Linked DNA regions of Zea mays: region 1 is linked to region 2. A link is a contact called in public Hi-C data. All regions are on one chromosome and are shown on one strand. The core of a region is the stretch at or near the end of the contact, and the rest is flanking DNA. Distances in the headings are between cores, read along the strand shown.

Evidence for each region. Hi-C and Micro-C count contacts between places; a contact is called where the count stands out from the background.
Region 1: a Hi-C map of tassel shows a contact between it and region 2, with 3 times the contacts expected there. The contact joins the promoter of LOC100283040 here to the promoter of LOC100281572 in region 2. A contact is called at or near these places in 4 of 25 Hi-C or Micro-C datasets (bundle sheath, ear, leaf mesophyll and 1 more).

Annotation. Positions count from the first base shown.
Region 1 is chr1:263,180,416-263,184,641 of Zm-B73-REFERENCE-NAM-5.0, forward strand. It overlaps LOC100283040, which reads right to left and starts at 2,556. Exons shown (of 1, transcript NM_001155942.2): 1 at 1,089-2,556. The coding sequence starts at 2,528. The coding sequence ends at 1,473.
Region 2 is chr1:263,000,995-263,005,314 of Zm-B73-REFERENCE-NAM-5.0, forward strand. It overlaps LOC100281572 (BEL1-related homeotic protein 30), which reads left to right and starts at 1,547. Exons shown (of 6, transcript NM_001154491.2): 1 at 1,547-1,736; 2 at 2,917-3,019; 3 at 3,688-4,320. The coding sequence starts at 3,784. It overlaps LOC103643758 (a long non-coding RNA gene), which reads right to left and starts at 1,368. Exons shown (of 2, transcript XR_561266.3): 1 at 1,032-1,368; 2 at 1-347.

The DNA of each region.
Region 1 (4,226 bases), core at 1,306-3,805, 180 kb after region 2:
GCGCGGCTACCTAAAGTGGAGGACGAACCGCCGGTTGTCCCCGACAGCCGCGGCACCGGCACCGGCACGGCCCGGTCCCTCTCCAGCCGCGGCGCCGCCGCCGCCTTGTAGGATTCTCACCAACTCTACGTGACGCCTAGCGCTCAGCTGCGGGGCGGGGCCCAAAGTGCCCGTAATCCTGATGATTAACCGGGCCGTTTTCTTTTCTAGCGCCATTTAATAAACTGAAACCTCTGAATATTTATCTGTCGCTAGCTTACTTTTTAAACTAAAATTCAATAAATAAAAAAACTGAGTGAACAATAGAAGTTGGAAATCTTTTTTTTCTTTCTTGCCCCCCCCCCCCCCCCCCCCCCAAAAAAAAAGAGAGAGAGGCCGCCCGGAATTTTCTTTCGTTTGTTATATTGCTGATGATGCGGGGATCGGGGGACTTTTTCTATACGAGGAATCCGTTAAGGTCCTGTTCGATTTTTAGGGATTAGAGCCCCAGATTGATTTCTAGACGGATTACTTCTTTAATTTATATAGATTTTGATTAGCTAGAATAAATTCTGGTTTATTCTTGTACAACCGAACGAGCTCTAAAGCAGCTCAATGGTCTACAATGTATATACGGAATAACTGCTGGTAATAATAATGATTGTTTGGTTGGAGCAACGAGGTAGTTCATCATCTTTTTATTGTTTTACTTTCTTGTTTGGTTTGTATAATGAAATGAGTTGATACATCACCAACTCATTTTTTCATAATTAGTTAGTACTAATATAAGGAATGTGATTATTCTACCAAATTTGAGGAATTGGCCTATGTTACAACTTTTATTTTGGATGGATTGATTTTTCAAATCAAGCACCCTTAATGACAAACTGACAAGTAGGCAAAGTATGCTTCTGTTTTTTTTAAACGATGCTTCTGAATTTCTTATCGAAGGTAATAGAGCGAAACTGAAAACTCAAGAGCTTGTTTAGAACAGATGCACTACCGGATCTAAGATTCAATGGGAAAAAAAAAACTTTTTGGCTAATAGTCCCTTCTACCAATGAGGCAATGACTATGTTTTTTGTTTAGATCTAGTGGAGGACAATTTTGGTGCTAATAGTCTCTTCTATTCTTGACCATCTTTTTTCTTCGTACAATTTTCACCAAGTCCACTAATTTTGTGCTAGCGAAGCGCCACTTGAGAGCTTCACCTTGATTCTGACCTTAGATCCACCAATTTGTTATATCTAGATTTCTTGGAGCAATACCATTTGGCCAACTTTTGAGTAGTACTATTTTTTTTCTGAATCTAGAATTTGTGCAAGCGGTCTAAACTTTTCCGAGAAAGTTAGCAACAATATGTACAGTTCACATGAACACCCTGATGATCGATCTACCAATATCTAGCCTAGATCAACAAAACAACGAAGAGCACGTGCTTCTAAACCGAACAAAAAGTGAAACGAGCGGTCGATCGAACGCCGTCGTTGTGTTCACGAGGTCTCGATGCCGGCTGCCGGCCGGAGCAGGTCGTACTTGGCCCAGACGGCGTCGAGCGGGCACGGCCTTCCGGCGTCGAGGCGGTCCCAGGGCTTCCCCTTGCCGCTCCAGTGCAGCAGGCTGACGGCGCCGGCGTGCAGGCCGCGGCAGAGGCCGCGGTAGTTGTCCCCGCCGAGGCCGTGCTGGTTCCATCTGTGGTCCACGGACGCGATCCTGCCGGCGAAGACGAGCAGGAAGGGCGGCAGCGAGCCCAGCTCGTAGATGCGCACCCGCTTCTGCAGCTCCATCCACTCCTCGATCTGCGCCGTGTATCCCGCGCGGCGCCAGCGCGCGAGGTCGAGCACCATGACGCCCGTGTTGAAGTAGCAGGCGCGGCGGCCGGCGAAGGCGGAGGAGAGCGCGGGGGACGCCCAGAAGCCCGGCGTGAAGTAGGCGGTGAAGTTGGCGCCGCAGTACTGGGGCGCCGCCACGGCCGTGCCCTCCCCCGGGAGCGGGGTGGCGGCGAGGGCGGCGATGTCGTCGGTGAGCACGACGTCGGAGTCGAGGTACACGACGCGGCGCACGCAGGCGGGCAGCGTGGACGCGAGGTAGGAGCGCGCGTAGTTGAGCGGGCGGTCCAGCGCGCCCCGGATGGAGGTGGAGATGAGCCCCGCCACGCGGGCCTCGTCGGCGAACGGGTACACCCGGAACGCCAGCGACGGGAACGACGCGCGCACCGTGGCCCTGAGCGCCTCCGCCGTCGCACTGGACCCGGAGGAGGCGGAGGCGATGAAGTGGAAGTGGATGGACTCCGGGCACGACGCGTGGCGCAGCACGGAGAGCACGGCCGCCATGGTGCCGCGCAGGTACGACGCGTCCAGCGTCATGGCGACGTGCACCGCCGCGTGCGGCGAGCACGCCGCGTCCGCGTCCGACGGCTGCAGCAGCGGCGGGCACTGCGCCGCCGCCGAGTTGGTGAAGTGCGGCGCCTCGCGGTACCGCGGCACGGCCGCCGCGGCGCCGGCGGCGCAGAGGAGCAGTAGGGCCAGAGCCAGAGGAGAGCGCGTCATCTTGGTTGTTCGCGTGGTTGGATTGGATGGAGAGCGCGTGTACCGTGTCTGTTATATATACGGGTGGAGTGATAGACTGAGAAGCCAGAACGCGTTCGGTGTCAAAGGTGGGTCAGAGGCGAGGCTTGCGGGGCTACGGCTGACTGAGCAAAGCGTGTGTTGGGAGCTCATCTGAACGCGTCAAACAGAACAGCAAAAGTGACCGAAGTGAGTTAAAATATCCGTGTAATCTTTCCAAAGTTCACAGCTACGTACTACTTTGTGACGGCGAGAGGTTTAGGCGACCTGTAAAATCCCATGCCACCGCGTGAAAGTAATCGACGATGGTGCGTTGGCAAAATTCACTCCATATATGTGGACGGATACGGGAGGGATTTGAAAGAACTACCGCTGCGTTCTTTTTTGGTGATTTAGTGCTGCATTGGCTATCGAAATCATCTTAAAGCAAAAGCTCAAAACAGATTGGGATTAACATAGTCAGTGGAGGGTCCATGATGTGTATGCGTCCATTAAAATTCGTGTGGCCCCTCGTCTTGTGACCACAGTGCACCACGACCCTCATTTTTATTTTTATTTTGAGCTGCTGTTGCTGCTAGTACTAGTACTAGTTTTAGCCTGTGGTGGTGTCCCCTGAGCTGCCAGTGTCTTAACCCGACTACTACTAGGTTCGTGATCGGAGTATTTTGAATAAATACGCCGCCGCCGGCCACCGCCCGATTTTCGGAAGCACAATGACGGCATGCATGTGACGCCCACTTGGCTGAAATTGCTCGCAGGATTTTATTCCGCCGTCTACAACTACAAGCTCTCTAACTCTGTCACCGTGTAGAGCAGGATTTTTTAAAAAACAAATAGTTGTCGGTGAGCGAGATTGCGAGAACGCAAGATGACTAGTAGTATTCTGCTGATTGATGATTCGTGTCGGGGTCCCACTGGACTTGTGGGCCCTCTGGAGGACGTGACGCGTGGCAGCATGTCGCCAGATGGGGCCCAGGCCAGCTCCACCGGCAGCTGCCTCGATGTCGGTGCTCCGCGCACGCCTGAGATGCGATCGCGAGCGTGGAGCACCGGGCACAGGCTGTACACTACTAGTACTACTGACTTTGCACTCTGTACTGCGCGCGCGCGGCAAGCAATGCCGCAGCATCTTCTGCGTGCGAGGGAGGGGAGGGAGAGACTGGAACTGGATCCGCGAGACTTTTTTTTGAGCTCCTCGCACGAGACGAATCGAGTGCCAGTGGTGCGGCGATCTCAAAATCAGCCTCGGATCGGGCGGGGCTCGCCGGCCGCTCGCGGCATTTCCGATGTGTGCTTTGAGCCACCTCTGAAATTTTGCGCCGAGAATCAGGCCCCAAGAGTCGGCGCGCACACTGGCTCTTCCTTTTGTGACCTGTTTCCAGCGATCTTAATAAAAAAATTTTCTTCTTGAAAAAGAGAACCTTATTTTTGCTCCGAATTATTCATGTTTATTTATATAGGTTCTAAAGTCTGTCTCAATGCTATAAATTACAGTTAGTTTTTATATTATTTAATCTCTGTAGTAGAAATTATATTCTCAATAGATAGTTCTATAAATGATCGATCGTTTGTTCAGTTACATGTCTTTCCTTCCGTTTTTTTAAGCTCCCCTAACCTGCGAAGCTGACCCTCCCATAGTGGTTCTTGTGTGCAACAATTGGGATAGAATCACCCAAAGGG
Region 2 (4,320 bases), core at 297-2,796:
AGTTACAAAATCCATGGAATTATGACTTTAGAGCTATGGAAAAAAAAACAGTAGAATGCCACTAGCTTGTGCTTGTCCTGCGAAAATCTCACGAGATTCGGAGCTAGTACAACAAAAGCCATGATCCGTTATGATTTCTGCCGTCTGGATCTTTCCCGGCTCACGAGAAAAAGCACACAGAGAGAATCCCGAAACAGAGTCCGGCGCCGTGTGCTCGTGTCCCTTGGTCCCTTCTCCACTCTGAGCTTCCCGTCGTGACACCCTCGCCGGACGCCGGCCCCTCACGATGCGCAGAGCGGCAAGGCGGGGAGCCCAGGAGTACTGCTCCACTCCCCCGACGCCGGCTCCTACAAAATCCAGTGACTGTGAGATCTCTCTACTTGCGAACCTGCAGCGTCGGTCAGACGGTCACCGAGCGTCCGAGCGCGTGCGAAGACGTTGGGGGCGAACAGAAGAGGACTCCAATTATTCAGGCTGGCAACGAGTTCCGTTTCCGTGCGCCGCTCAGGTCGCTTTTGATTAAAACCATCTATTTGGACTGTATAATCTAGAGACAAAAAACGCTGTAGAAATAATAAAAATCCGTACGGATTAAAGGCAAACGAAACGCATTTCCGGTCATAATATAGGAGGCCGGACCAACTCCAATTTCTCGGACTTGCACATGCCAATACTTCCCTCTCCTTGCTAGTTCAAAAGATGGCTGCTACTTCTCCTTTTCCCCGTCCATAGGCCATATCGACCTACTGTTCGAAGCTGCTTGCATAATTTCGAGCTCTACTATGGATGATGATGATGATGGCACTACTTGTACAGTATTAAAACTTGGATTACTAGATGGTCCGGTGCCTGTACAGCATTAAACTAGGACTACTCTACTATACTAGTGTAGCAGCTGAGCCGAAGGGTGATGTGTAGGATGGATGTACCCAACAGATGAGAGGAGAGGAGGACCGAGGAGCTAACCACAAAAAAAAGTCTAATAAGGAGTTGGTACACCACGGGGCTTTAATTTTATTATGCGTACTCACCTATGACGAATAGAATAGCCGCATAATTGGGGGCTGCGGCAACGCGGACGGCGAATGAGAGCGGCCCATGTCAGTACGCGTTATCGTGAAGAAAGAAGCAACCGGAAGGAAGATGTGGTGGTGGATGGACGCACAGCCAAGTCCGAGCAGAGCTCCATCCCATCCAGACCTGCCAAGTTGAGTACAGTAGGTTTAAACCCCGCAACGCAAACCCCCACCCCCACCGAATAATCCCTCCACGACAATAATCAACCATCACCAGCGGTCCACTCCGGGCAGCAAACAATAATCAAAGCAGAGACGGAGGAGGAGGAGGAGGAGGAGGGCAGAAACAGCTTTTCTTCTAGCAGGCCCTCCGACTACTTTTATATTGGGTGCTGGTGTTTGTTGCAGCTAGTGGGTGGTGGTGCAGGAATTTTTTATTCCGGGGGCAGGAAGAAGGAGGACGAGGAGGAGGAACAAGCGAGAGATAGAGAGAGCGCTCTCCTATCTTCTTTTGCTTTTGGTATTGTTATCTTGGGATCTGATTTTGTCCCCATACATACCGAGCGGGAGGGAAGGGGGCTTGGGTTTTCTTTCTCCTCTCTTCTCTTCTTCTCCCCTCTCACCCTCTTCTCCTCCCAAGGCTGACTGGCCGTCGGCTCGGGTCTGGGGACAGCAATCCCTGCCGTCTTGCCATGCTCCCCACGAGGAGCACACCGTCAGGTCCGCCTCCATTTTCCTATTGCTTAATCAATCGCCTTCGCATCATTGGCTCCTCCCTCCCGCCTGTTGGTTGCAGCACCAGCAGCGGTGACAGAGAATTCTTTTCGGCGCATATTCCCCGGTTACATGATTCGGCTCGCTTGCTTGGGCTCTCGCTCTTCTCTGCTTTTCTAGAATTGTGGCTCGTCCGACCTCGGTGGGTGCAACCGATCCTTTTTCGTTCCCATGGGTGCTGTTATGACCCCAATGATTGGCTGGTCTCCTCTCGATTATATGCTGCTTGTGCTAGAGCTCAGGGTTTTCCTGATCCTTGAGGGCTGTGCGGGCATACCTGGTCTCTCCGAATTGTCCAGTTTTTTGGTGTCTGTCCGCCGGGTTCTTGAGCTGGCTTGGGGATCTGTAGCTTTGAGAGCTTCATCGGGGAATTCCTGCGGCTTGGGGGGGTTCTTGCGGTTGTGTTGAGTGGCCTTTCTTGTGGAAGTGCAGGTATTGAGCTCAGGCTGCTGAATTCATGGTCCTCATTTACCTCAAAATTCTTGAACCTTTTTAATTAAAATTCTTGATTTTTTATGTGGGTGCTCGGGGAAACCATCCCCACTTCTCAACCTGGGCTCATAATTCTTGCTTAATTTCTTGAATTCAGCGTTTCTTGGTGGTGCTTGATTATTGCCGTCTGATATTGCACAGTCCTGAGTTTCTAGTTGCTTCGTCAGCAACCGGTAGAGGTGTCTTTTTTGCGGGATGATAGAATTGAGCTTGATTGCGGTGGAGCCCTTTTGGATTTGCAGCCGATTCTTGAATCTTTTCTTTTCTCTCTCTCCTTGGATGCCTGCATGAAAGCCATGCTCTTAAAGCACGGTTCCTTTTCTTTTCTTCCTATCAGTTTACTCATTTCTTTTCTGGAGGTGGCTCTTGTGTTGGATTACTCCCTTAATTACTCTCTTATATACTTTATATGACAAAAATCTTAGCTCCTTTTTTTTATCCAATCCGAGTTGAGTCTTATTTTCATTGTCTGTGAAAACAAAGTTTTGCCTAGGACATTTCTCCTGATCTCACCTCTTTCATATCATTAAAAAACTGAAAGTTACAGCTGCTTCAGTCATTTGAACAAGACATCCCCGTCTTTTCTAGGTAACTTCGAACTAGAGATCTCATGCTATTTCATCTCTCCTTTCAGAGTGATTCTGCAGAAGTATTCATTCTACTGGCGTGCTGAGCAGGTGCAGGAGCTCTAATAAGCCTAGTGCGCACTTCAGTCATCAGCCAAGTGATTGAAAAGGGTATTGATATCTTACAAACATGTCTTGTTCAAAAAAAACTTTCCCTCCTCGAAATAAATTTTTGTCAGCTATCTTGCAATTTCGCCTATGTTTTATAGAATTGAATTTCTGGTTGGACGCCTTGAATGGCTGCATTTTTTTGGTGAAAGAAGGAATTTTCAACCATATTCTTATCCTCTTGTAAGGAAGAGCAAAAAAGCCAACAACTTTAGCTAATGTCATGGATGAAGGACCACTTTTACCACCTATAGCTATAGGTCCAACCAACGTCTTATGTTGTCAGTTATATTTTCCTATACGATGAACATCGGGTCTGCTTGTTCTCCAGAAATAGTAGAGAAAAGAACAAGAAGTGATAATTACTGCTAAAACTGAGGGTCTGTCCCTAGGTCTCACACTCGTGACTGGCCTTTGTGTGCAGTCTTATGATTTTATCTCTCTAACGCTGTATGCAGTTCCTCAGAGTCAGGAATCAGTTTCATTTATCTAAAAAATAGTGGTTGAACCATTTTATGGTTTAGCTCTTCCATCCTACCTTTTCTTGGAGGCCTTTTCCCTATTATTTTACAGCGAATGAAAGTTCTGTTTCGTCATCTGCTATGCTGCTGAATAGTTTCTTAATAATTTAGTGAATTTTGTTCTAACTGTTTCCATTCCCCAAAGTGCAGGCAAGTCAGCTGAAATATTGGTTCCGAGGGCTCTGTAGTTGCTTATCCACGCTCGCCTATGCCTTTGCGCTGATCTTGACAACTCAAAGCTTGGATATGGCTACTTATTACTCGAGCCCTGGCAGTGAAAGAGATTCACAAACAATGTACTCAGCAGAGTCAGGCAATGTATCATATCCCGTGCCATCAGCCCTAGGGAACTTTCTTTATACGAACAATGCATCTTCTGGACCTTATACAGAATTTAGTGGAATTGTCCAGCCTCAGCAGAATTTCATGGAACTTACTGGCCATCCTTCAGCAATGTCACATGATTCGTCATCCAATGAAGCTACCAACATGGGCAGTTCACTCACTGAACAGCGCTCTTTTGGTCCTTTGAAAGATATGAGAAATGAGATGTTGATGCATTTGATGGATGGAGCACACAGCAGTGGCAGTGATCTCATCCACAATGATGCTCATAGCACTGTACAGCTCGAATTTGGCATGTTAAACAACCACAACTCAACAAGTGTTCCATTAGCACCAGGCCAAGGGCTGTCTCTGAGCCTCAATACACATATCTTGGCGCCTTCCTATCCACACTGGTCTGCAAAGCAAGACTTACTAACACCAAATTCTTACCAGGGT